Linked DNA regions of Mus musculus: region 2 is linked to region 1. The links are chromatin contacts, called in public promoter capture Hi-C maps. All regions are on one chromosome and are shown on one strand. Each heading gives the region's core, a stretch centred on a gene start, on an enhancer-like site or on the middle of the called end of the contact. The rest is flanking DNA. Distances are from core to core; before and after follow the strand shown.

Evidence for each region. Promoter capture Hi-C pulls out the DNA fragments that hold promoters and counts their contacts.
Region 2: a promoter capture Hi-C map of liver shows a contact between it and region 1, with 3 times the contacts expected there. The contact joins two enhancer-like sites. A contact is called at or near these places in 3 of 39 promoter capture datasets (liver and pre-B cells), 3 of 484 Hi-C or Micro-C datasets (cortical neurons and liver) and 1 of 9 other capture datasets (pancreatic islet).

The regions. Positions count from the first base shown.
Region 1 is chr12:99,442,853-99,447,286 of GRCm38.p6, forward strand. All of the region lies in intron 1 of Foxn3 (forkhead box N3), which reads right to left. Among named protein-coding and RNA genes, the nearest start is that of Foxn3, 5.0 kb to the right of the region's middle. Within about 2 kb of position 2,624, at least 15 of the 459 cell types and tissues checked have an H3K27ac peak or open chromatin away from gene starts, as enhancers often do. A contact at or near this core is called in liver, where this site is marked.
Region 2 is chr12:99,534,059-99,538,492 of GRCm38.p6, forward strand. It overlaps a transcript of Foxn3 not described here. Among named protein-coding and RNA genes, the nearest start is that of Gm26839, 28 kb to the right of the region's middle. Within about 2 kb of position 2,688, at least 3 of the 459 cell types and tissues checked have an H3K27ac peak or open chromatin away from gene starts, as enhancers often do. A contact at or near this core is called in liver, where this site is marked.

The sequences.
Region 1 (4,434 bases), core at 1,374-3,873:
TGCTCTTCCACTGTGCTACCGCTCAGCTACATACACCCCAGACTCATAGATTTATTACTAGTTATTTCTTATTTCTCCTTCCACTTACAAATCCTTGCTGGCTAAGGTGGCATGTGCCATTAATCCCAGTCCCCTGGAGGCAGAGGCAGGTAGATCTCATAGTTTAAAGCCAGCCAGGTTCATAAATCAAGTTCCAGTGCTAAGCGACACCCTATCTTAAAACAGTAAAAAGGAATCTCACACTTCACATTTCCTCATCTTCTTCAGAGAACCTTTTGTGAAATGCCCTTTCTCGGATGTCATAAAGCCATTAGAAACAAAAAAGGGCTGGGCATGGTAGCATATGCCTTTAAAAACCAGCACTAGGGAGGTAGAGAAGGGCTGATCTCTGTGAGTTCGAGGCCAACCTGGTGTACAAAGCAAGTTCCAGGACAGCCACAGCTGTTCTTATACAGAGAAAGCCTGTATCAAAAAACAAACAAAACAAAACAAACAACAAACCAGAAATCCACACATTTTATAAAGGACTCATTTTCATTCCAACCCTTGATAAGAGCATAGTGTATAAACTTCTACTGGAAATTACTTCTAACTAAACAATGTCTGACTATACTGGCTGAGAACCTATCAGCAGAGAGAATGGCCTTCTTTGCAGGCAGGAGTAGCCGAAACAAGAGCCAGAGTTCCCTTCCATGGGTCTTAATTCACCCCCTAGCTAGCCAGGACCACCAAAGGGAAGCAACTCACAGGCACTCGCAGAAGACAATGACCATGTATATTAATGTGGCCTGCACCGGGCCCACACTTATGTGTAAACAGCCATCTGTTAAATATTTAAATATTTATGGTCAAATATTTAAAGGCAATTTTAAATAAAACAATGGAAAGAAAAAGAAATCCCGAGACAGACATAAAAAACATCAAACTCCCTTATTGCTTGAGAACAGGCTAGCTGGTTTCTCCATCTTTATGAACAGCTTACAAAGGGCATTAACGACTAAGAGTTGTTTGTTAAATGAATAAGTGAAAGAATGCTCATATTTGATTTGCTATCTTTGATACATAGAAAAGTCAGTTGACTTTAACATCTTTTAGATCAAGCCACATTTAAATTAAATATATATTTAATCTCACAATTTTCAGTCTGGCCCATCCAGGTTACATCAACTAGAAGAATTTTAAGAGTTACCATAAACTAAGTAGTACCTCCTGAGCAGCATGCTAAGTACTTAATGAGTTATTTAATTTTCCTATCATCTCCATAAAGTAAACAAGTTTCAGAAATTATGTCCAAGGTCATTTGGCCAGGAAGCAGAAAGGATAAGTCCCAGGATGTATTAGTTACTTGCCTGCTGCTGTGATAAAATCTTTAACAAAGGCAACTGGGGGAAGGGGTTCTCTGCTCACACTGTGAGCGTACAGCCTGCGGAGGAAGGGAAGCCATGGAGGTAGGGGCAGAGGCTGGTGAGGCTGGTGGCTACATTGTATCCAAGATTAGGAACCAAAGGATGCTTCTGCTCAGCTTCCTTCCCCCTATTTAATCAGTCTGGGTCCTCGGCTCGTAAAAAAGGCATCCTCTATATTTAGAGTGGGTCTTCCCACACCAATTAACCTAATGTAGAACCTTCCAGGAAGACATGCCCAGAGGTTTGTTTCTATGGTGATTCTAAATCCCACCTCCCACCCCCAAAGTTGACAATCTAGATTAGTCATCACAGGGAGTAACAACATGGATCCGCTGCTTTAGACTGGGTTGGTAGGACCACTCCCTAAAAACAGCCTTAGCATACATTTTCAGACTTATATTTGTTGATTAAAACCAGCCCTCCTCCCGTCCTCCCCCACTGTCCTGGAAGCCAGGGTTGTTTTCATTCGGTCTGACAATTGCATTTGGCCTCTCAATCTCGTCAGCCATCAATCAGTCCGCAGCTCTAGAACAGCCCAGAAACACTATCACTCAATTCTACCTGCCCTCTCCCCAGCATGAGCAGATCTTTGACTGGAACAAAATAAGCTGTCCAGAATGTCCAACCCGGCCCCTTAGCTGAAGCCCGAGCTGGAGCTGATGACACGACAAGTGGAATCTGCCCATGGCTCACTCTGCTGCTCTCTTGTTTTGTGACTCCCATGGCCTTCAAATTTCTTGATATGTATCTTATAAATTCCCACCCCCTCCAAATGATGGGGACCAGCAAGCAAACGAGAGAGTAAAAGTACTTTCTGAACAAATCAAATCACTTCTAGAGTAAAGATGTTAGAGTCATCCTTTGAAACAGGGCAGGGTGTGGTAACTGCAGCCAGTCTTCACCAGGCCTAAGCATCCAGCCGCTCTGGTGTGTGCATGGCTTTTATGAATCAAATGTTCCCAGGGAACACCTGGAGTCCTTATGGAAGGTGCAAACAGGGCAGGCAGCAGGCACATGGCCTGGAGGTCTCAGAGTCAGATCTTGGGAGACTTCTGTAGCTTGGCTTTTGTTTTATAATATTTGGGTTTCATTTATGACTGAAGCATGACTTTCTCTGGTAATGAGTAACTCGTGGCTAAGATTAATTGCCTAACTGTAATTACATTTGCCTTGCGTACCACATGTTGTAAGCAAGCCACCAGGGCACCAACTAGGGCAAGGAGCTGTGGCTGTTCTAAGAGTTTTAGTGTCTGAGTATTTCACCATCCCCAAAACACAGGACTCTGGCCTCTCTTGTCCAAAAAAAAAAAAAAAAAAAAAAAAAAAGACTCGAAATCACAGAGAATCACACAGATAGGACTTTTACAACCTAACCAGCCATCTCTGCTTCCTCACGCAGCAGCCTCCATTTTGAACCTGAGTTTCTTTTCTGCTTTCTGGACTCTCTCATTTTCTCCAATGTATTCATTCAGGGGAGGGGGAGGACGGAGCCATAAATGTCATTTCATATTCTAAGCAATTTGCTATAGGCAACTACACCATTACTTTGTACAAATAAATTTACATAAATCATTATTAGAATGCTCTATCTTGGCAACACTATTTGGTTCCCAGAGCACAAATTAAATGCATGCTTAAAGTGGAATATTTTAAAGTTATTTCTATATTGTTTATGAGACAAGATTAGAAGTTTCTACCTAGTTTTTCTTTCAGAACGGGCGCATTTTCTTTTTGTTTGTACATCTCCGAAGCACGTGTGTGAGATCCCGAGGGGGATCGGTGGGGGGGGGGTGTGTGTGTGTCTTGAAGCAAGCAATGCAAGCTGACTGTCACATGTGGCTCCGTGGTGAGCCACTGGTCCTTCTGAGCTCGTGTGCTTGGTTCGGAACACTAACGAGGAAGCATTTAGGGAAATGACCACATGGTCTTGCATTTTGTTGAACAGTTTTTTGCTTAATACGCTTTTGTCCTGCAGGCTTTCTGGTCTGTGTTGACTGTGGTTAGGCCTTTCATTCGGATATGGTCCCATGGAGCCCGAGCTGGTTTGGAACTTAGCTACAGAAGTCTCCCAAGCTCTGACTCAGAGACCTCCAGGCTGCGTGCCTGCTGCCTGCCCTGTTCACACCTTCCATAAGGACTCCAGGCGTTCCCTGGGAGCGTTTGAATACTCACTGGAGTATTCCCAGTGTATACAGTGTTTCAGACTAAGCCTAAGACTTTCATATGCTAGGCAGGCACTCCACCAACCAAGGTCTACCTCCAGTCCCCCAACACGCTTTTCTATTTTATTTATTTCATCGTTTTTAAAGTTTTTTTTTAATTTATGTATGTGTGTGAACCTGCACCAATGTCTGTGCATGTGTGTGCAGAAGCCAGGAAACCAGAATAGGCTGTCCAGGCAATGGAACTGGAGTTGTGGGCAGTGATAAGAGCCCCCATGAAGGAGCTGGGAGCTGAATCCCAGTCCTCTTCAAGAGCAGTCAGTGCTCTTTTTGTTGATTGTTTGTTTGTTTGTTTCAAAACAGGGTCTCACTATGTAGCCTTGGCTGTCCTGGGACTCACTATGTAGAATAGGCTGGCCTCCAACTCATATTCACCTTACTCTGTCTCCCAAGTGCTGAGATTAAAGGTGTGTCTGGCAGACAGTAAGTGCTCTTAACCATGTATTCTCCAGCACTGATATAGTCAAACAGTTACTGTTTATTTATTATCATTGTAAGTATACGTATGAGTGCATGTGCGCGTGTGTGTGTGTGTGTGTGTGTGTGTGTGTGTAAGAGAGGGCATGCCTACCATGTGCATACGGAGGTCAGAGAACAACCTTACAGAGTCAGTTATTTTCTTCCATCTTTACTTGGGTTAGGGGACTGAATTTGGACTCTGGTCATCTGGCCTGCATCGTTTGGCAGCAAGTGCCTTTACCCACTAAGCCATCCTGCCAGCCCCACAGGATGTACTTTTAAAAAAAAAGATTTATTTATATTATGTATATGGGTGTTTTGTCTGATTGTCTGTCTGCATACCAGAA
Region 2 (4,434 bases), core at 1,438-3,937, 91 kb after region 1:
GGATGGGGGAGTAGGAAGTGGGCCTGTTTAGAAAGGTTCTTTGGAGCAACTCCCATCTTTGTTGTCTGGGAATCAGCAGTTCGGTTCACAGGTCAGCAGTAGCAGCTGGATCCACTTGCAAGTGCTTCACGGATACACCAGCAGTAGAGTCGGGATTGCAAACACAAATCAGCAGCAGTAATGGTATGACCTAGCAGAGGCAGCCAGGCCTCAGCGTTGGCTTGAGTCAGCAGGAGGGACCAGGAGGAATGTCATGAGATGCTCTCAACTGTGCCTCTTTTAGGGGAGCAAAGATCAGGAAGAACAGAGAAGGCTCGAGACCCGGAAACATTGCATAGCCAGCAAGCCAAGCTCCGCCTATCATTGTCCACCGAGTCCTATTTATACTTTCTTCAAACATCAAGTGTCCTCCATGGGTCTTGCCTCAGCACGTGCATCTGTCTCAGCTGACATCACTCTGTCAATCAGCCCGAGTCCTTGGAAGCAGCAAGAAACTGCAGCACACCACCAGAACTTTTCTGGTGCGTTTCTCTCTATGGAGTCCCGACAAACACCTACAATGTACACAACTACACAATGTAAGGCGGACCGATACATTGCACGTTGTTAGCAAAGAATCCTTCATCACCTGTCCTCTCACATGCTGGCTTTAGCAGAACATCCTTTCTCCTGTGTCTGCTTCAGCTAAACGTTCCTTTGTGTGTTTATTCCAGCAAAACACCATCCAACTGACTTTCCAAAGAACCCTTAAGTTTCCATTTCAGACCACCTGCCCAGAGGTGTCGCCATCTTCAGGAGGCTGTGCCGCAAGCTGTGTGGCTTTGGGACTGAACTGACTGAAGTGACAGGGTATAAAGAAATGACAGACATAGATACAGAAAAGCTGGGAGTGGGTAGGATGTGCGTTTCGATGGAGACACCTTAGCAGCCCAGAAACTCAGTTTAGGTGGTAAGTTTACCACATACTGCTGAGGAAGGAGGGGGTGTCTGTGGGGGGAGCAGTCCTCAAGCTGCAGTCATCCAATAGGAGGGGCCTGTAATTGATACTTCCTGCACACTCACGACATCAGTCCTCAGACCAGAAGGCCCTACTGTTCCCATGGGTCTGAGGCATTGGGGTCCTTGGCCTGGCTGTGCTCAAGCCAACGGTACACATCCACTCAGAGTTCCATATACTCTCCACAGGGCTGGACTCTTCTCTTATCAATTAGCAATCTAGTAAATGCCCCACCAACTTGCCTACAGGCAACCTAAAAGAAGCATTTCCTTAACTGAGGTTCCTCTTTTCCAGGTAATTCTAACTTGTGTCAAATCAACCAATAAAAACAAAACAAAAAACCCAGGAGAGTGTTCAGCCTCCCATTGTCACCACAAATACCAATCGATTCTGTATCTTCAATTCCCAACATCTCACACCCTGAACCATCAGTTTCCTAACACAGTCTGAAGGGGTGTGAGTGTGTGTGTGTGTGTGTGTGTGTGTGAGAACTTCTAGGTATGGAAAGCTGATATTTAGCTCCAGGTCATAAGAAAAACCACAAGAACACTCTGAGGCAAGACTGCAAACATCCCGCCTTTGTCTTGGGACAAGAGAAAGAAAACACACTCTTCTAGGCATTTTGGGCAACGAGCCTAAAGACACTGGCATTCCCGTCAAATGTCACATCATATATTCTCTAAGCTCTGAATGTTCACAACTCTCACAATTCCAAATGTCTAAACCATTACTTCCAATTGTGCTCTCAGCTTCCCGCTATACATTATTTCCAGCCAACACATGGGCCACTGCAGACACAGCATGCCCTAAAGATGACCCACCTAGTGTTATATACAAAAAGACACTCTCTAGTGGTTAGAATAAGAAATATCTCCCACAGACTCATTTATTTGAACATGCTCAATTAATGGCACTGTGGGAGGTCATGGAACCTTTAAGAGGTGGAGCCTCGTCAAAAGAAGTATGTCACGGGGGGTGGGGGGGGTCAAGCGTGAAGGTTTGTAGTCTTAGCCCCTCCTTCCTGCTCTCACTCTCTGCTTCCCGTGTGTGGGTGAAATGTGATCAGCCAGCTTCCTGCTTGTGCACTTGTGCTGACACATGTTTTTTCCATAATGATGGACTCTGGTCCCTGGAACCGTAAGCCAAAATAAACTCCTTTCTTCCTTAAGTGGCTTTTGGTCATGGTACTTCATCACAGTAACAGGGAAGTAAGTAATACAGAGATTAGAGATATCTTCAGAGATAAAGTTCTTGGAAACTTTAGCTCCTGTGATTAATAGCTCAGTCTGTTTCATGCTAAAATATAGCAAAACAACTTGAGGCTGCATATTGTATAAAGAGATGCATTTGGCTCATGATTTTAGCTGACGAAGAGGGCCAAACAACATGGCGCTGGCCATATAGTAAGAGCTGTCCAGCGAAACATGGCAGAGAAACAGAAGGGAACAGACCAGCTGCAGAAGAGACCAAGTATGGAAGTGGCCTTGCTTTATAATAGCCTGGTCTTGTGAAACCTAATCCACTCCCTGGGCATTGACGTTAATTATTGGCAATGTCCCATCATGTAGTCATGACCTGCTAGGCCTGTTAATAGGTTTGCCCACCTCAATTGCTGTTCATACTGGGGACCAACCTTCCAGCCCATGAACCTCTGTGGGGCAAAGCATTTCCAAACCTGAGCTCTTAGGAAACTAATAGTGGACGGGTGCCACCAAAAGCAGCAAGCCAAAAGAAAACAGAGAAAGAAATGGGGCCCAGTAAACAGCGAAAACACACAAGAAAGGTGAAAAATTAAATCTTTACACAAAAGCTTTGCTAAAACAGAATGAGAGAGAAACCTGGCCAAATCAAAGCTGGAGAAAGCAAAAGTCGTGCCTGATAGCTGGACAAAAGCAAAGCTGGACTGAGAGTCAATCTAAAGGCATCGGAAATCAGGAAGACAGGGGAAAGCAGGGTGAAGGAGGGAGAGAGGGGCAGGCGAGAACAAGAAGAGGAGGGGCAGGGAGGAGGGACGGACTTGGGAAAAGACTTTATACATACACAACCCAAAAAAGTATAATGTCGGTTAAAGGAAAAAAACCCCACAATTTCGCATTAACAATCAGGGAAAATTGTCTCATACTATGAACAGAGTGTGAGTCCAACAGAAGGGGGAAAGGTGCAAATTCTCAAAATAGAAAAATCAATGGACAATTTTAGATTGATTAAAACTCATAAAAAAATGGTCTTCAAGTTGTGTTAGTTTTTATTTTTAAAATGTTTCCTTTGTGAACTATTTATAACACACAGAAAAACACCCAAGACAGAAAAGCTCAGCTTTAATGACCCTTTGCAAAACCAACACCCATGTGATCATGCAAGACAAAACCCAGAGAGCTCCGCCAGCACCCTGAGGCCTTGGCCACTCTCTTCCCAATTAGCACCCTGTCCTCCCAAACATTACCTTACCTTTTACAGTTGACCCTGTCCTCAGAGGCTAAGCAAGCATGTCGCCTACAGGCTGTAGTTTCGTTCTGTCTGGGTTTCGAGGATTATATATGTGATGTTTTTATGGGAGAGGGCTTTTTTTCACACACTGAGCCCGTATGAGTTGCATAGGTAAGAGAGTGTTTTTATTGGCATATCATTTTCGTTTACATGACTATACCATAAAAAATTGTGCACACGCATGTGTGCACACAGATTCACACTTTATTACACTCAGATGGACACTGGATAATTTCTTGACTAGGATATTATGACTATGGCTATCTATAATCTAGGACAGATTCCCTTTCTCTCTCTCTCTCTCTCTCTCTCCCTCCCTCCCTCCCTCCTTTCTTTCTTTCTTTCTTTCTTTCTTTCTTTCTTTCTCTTTTTCATCGAGTCTGCACCAGGACAGAATCGTTCAGACATAGCAGTCAGCTTTCTAAAGTGGTGGCACCAATACCCACGCTCACCCCTAGTGTGTAAGGATTCCTGCTTCCTGAAGTCTTCACCAACTCAGTGATTGAAGTCACTGTGGGCAACATGGGAGCACACTGCATGTGAGTTCTTAATCACATTCCCCTGAAGATTTATACACATAAGCTTTTCCTGTGTTGATTAAGTAGAGACTTACTTAGTTTTACTTTCTGTGTCAGTATTTTGCCTGTGTGTACGTGTACCACGCGAGTGCTGCACCCACAGAGGCGAGGGAGCATCCTATCCTAGAGCAACAGATGGCTGTGAGTTGCCCTGTAGGTGATGGGAGCCCAACCCGGTCTTCTGTAAGAGCAGCGAATGCCCTTAACCACCAAGCCATCTCTTCAGTCCCCAGCTCCACGTCATCCTTCAGGGTACTCAGTCTTTCTCTCACACACACGACAGCTAACTCTAATTTTCCTTTCACTATCTTAACTGTGTCTTCATGGACTAAATGTTTCAGTTTTATCGATTCAATTTAATCTGACTTTTCC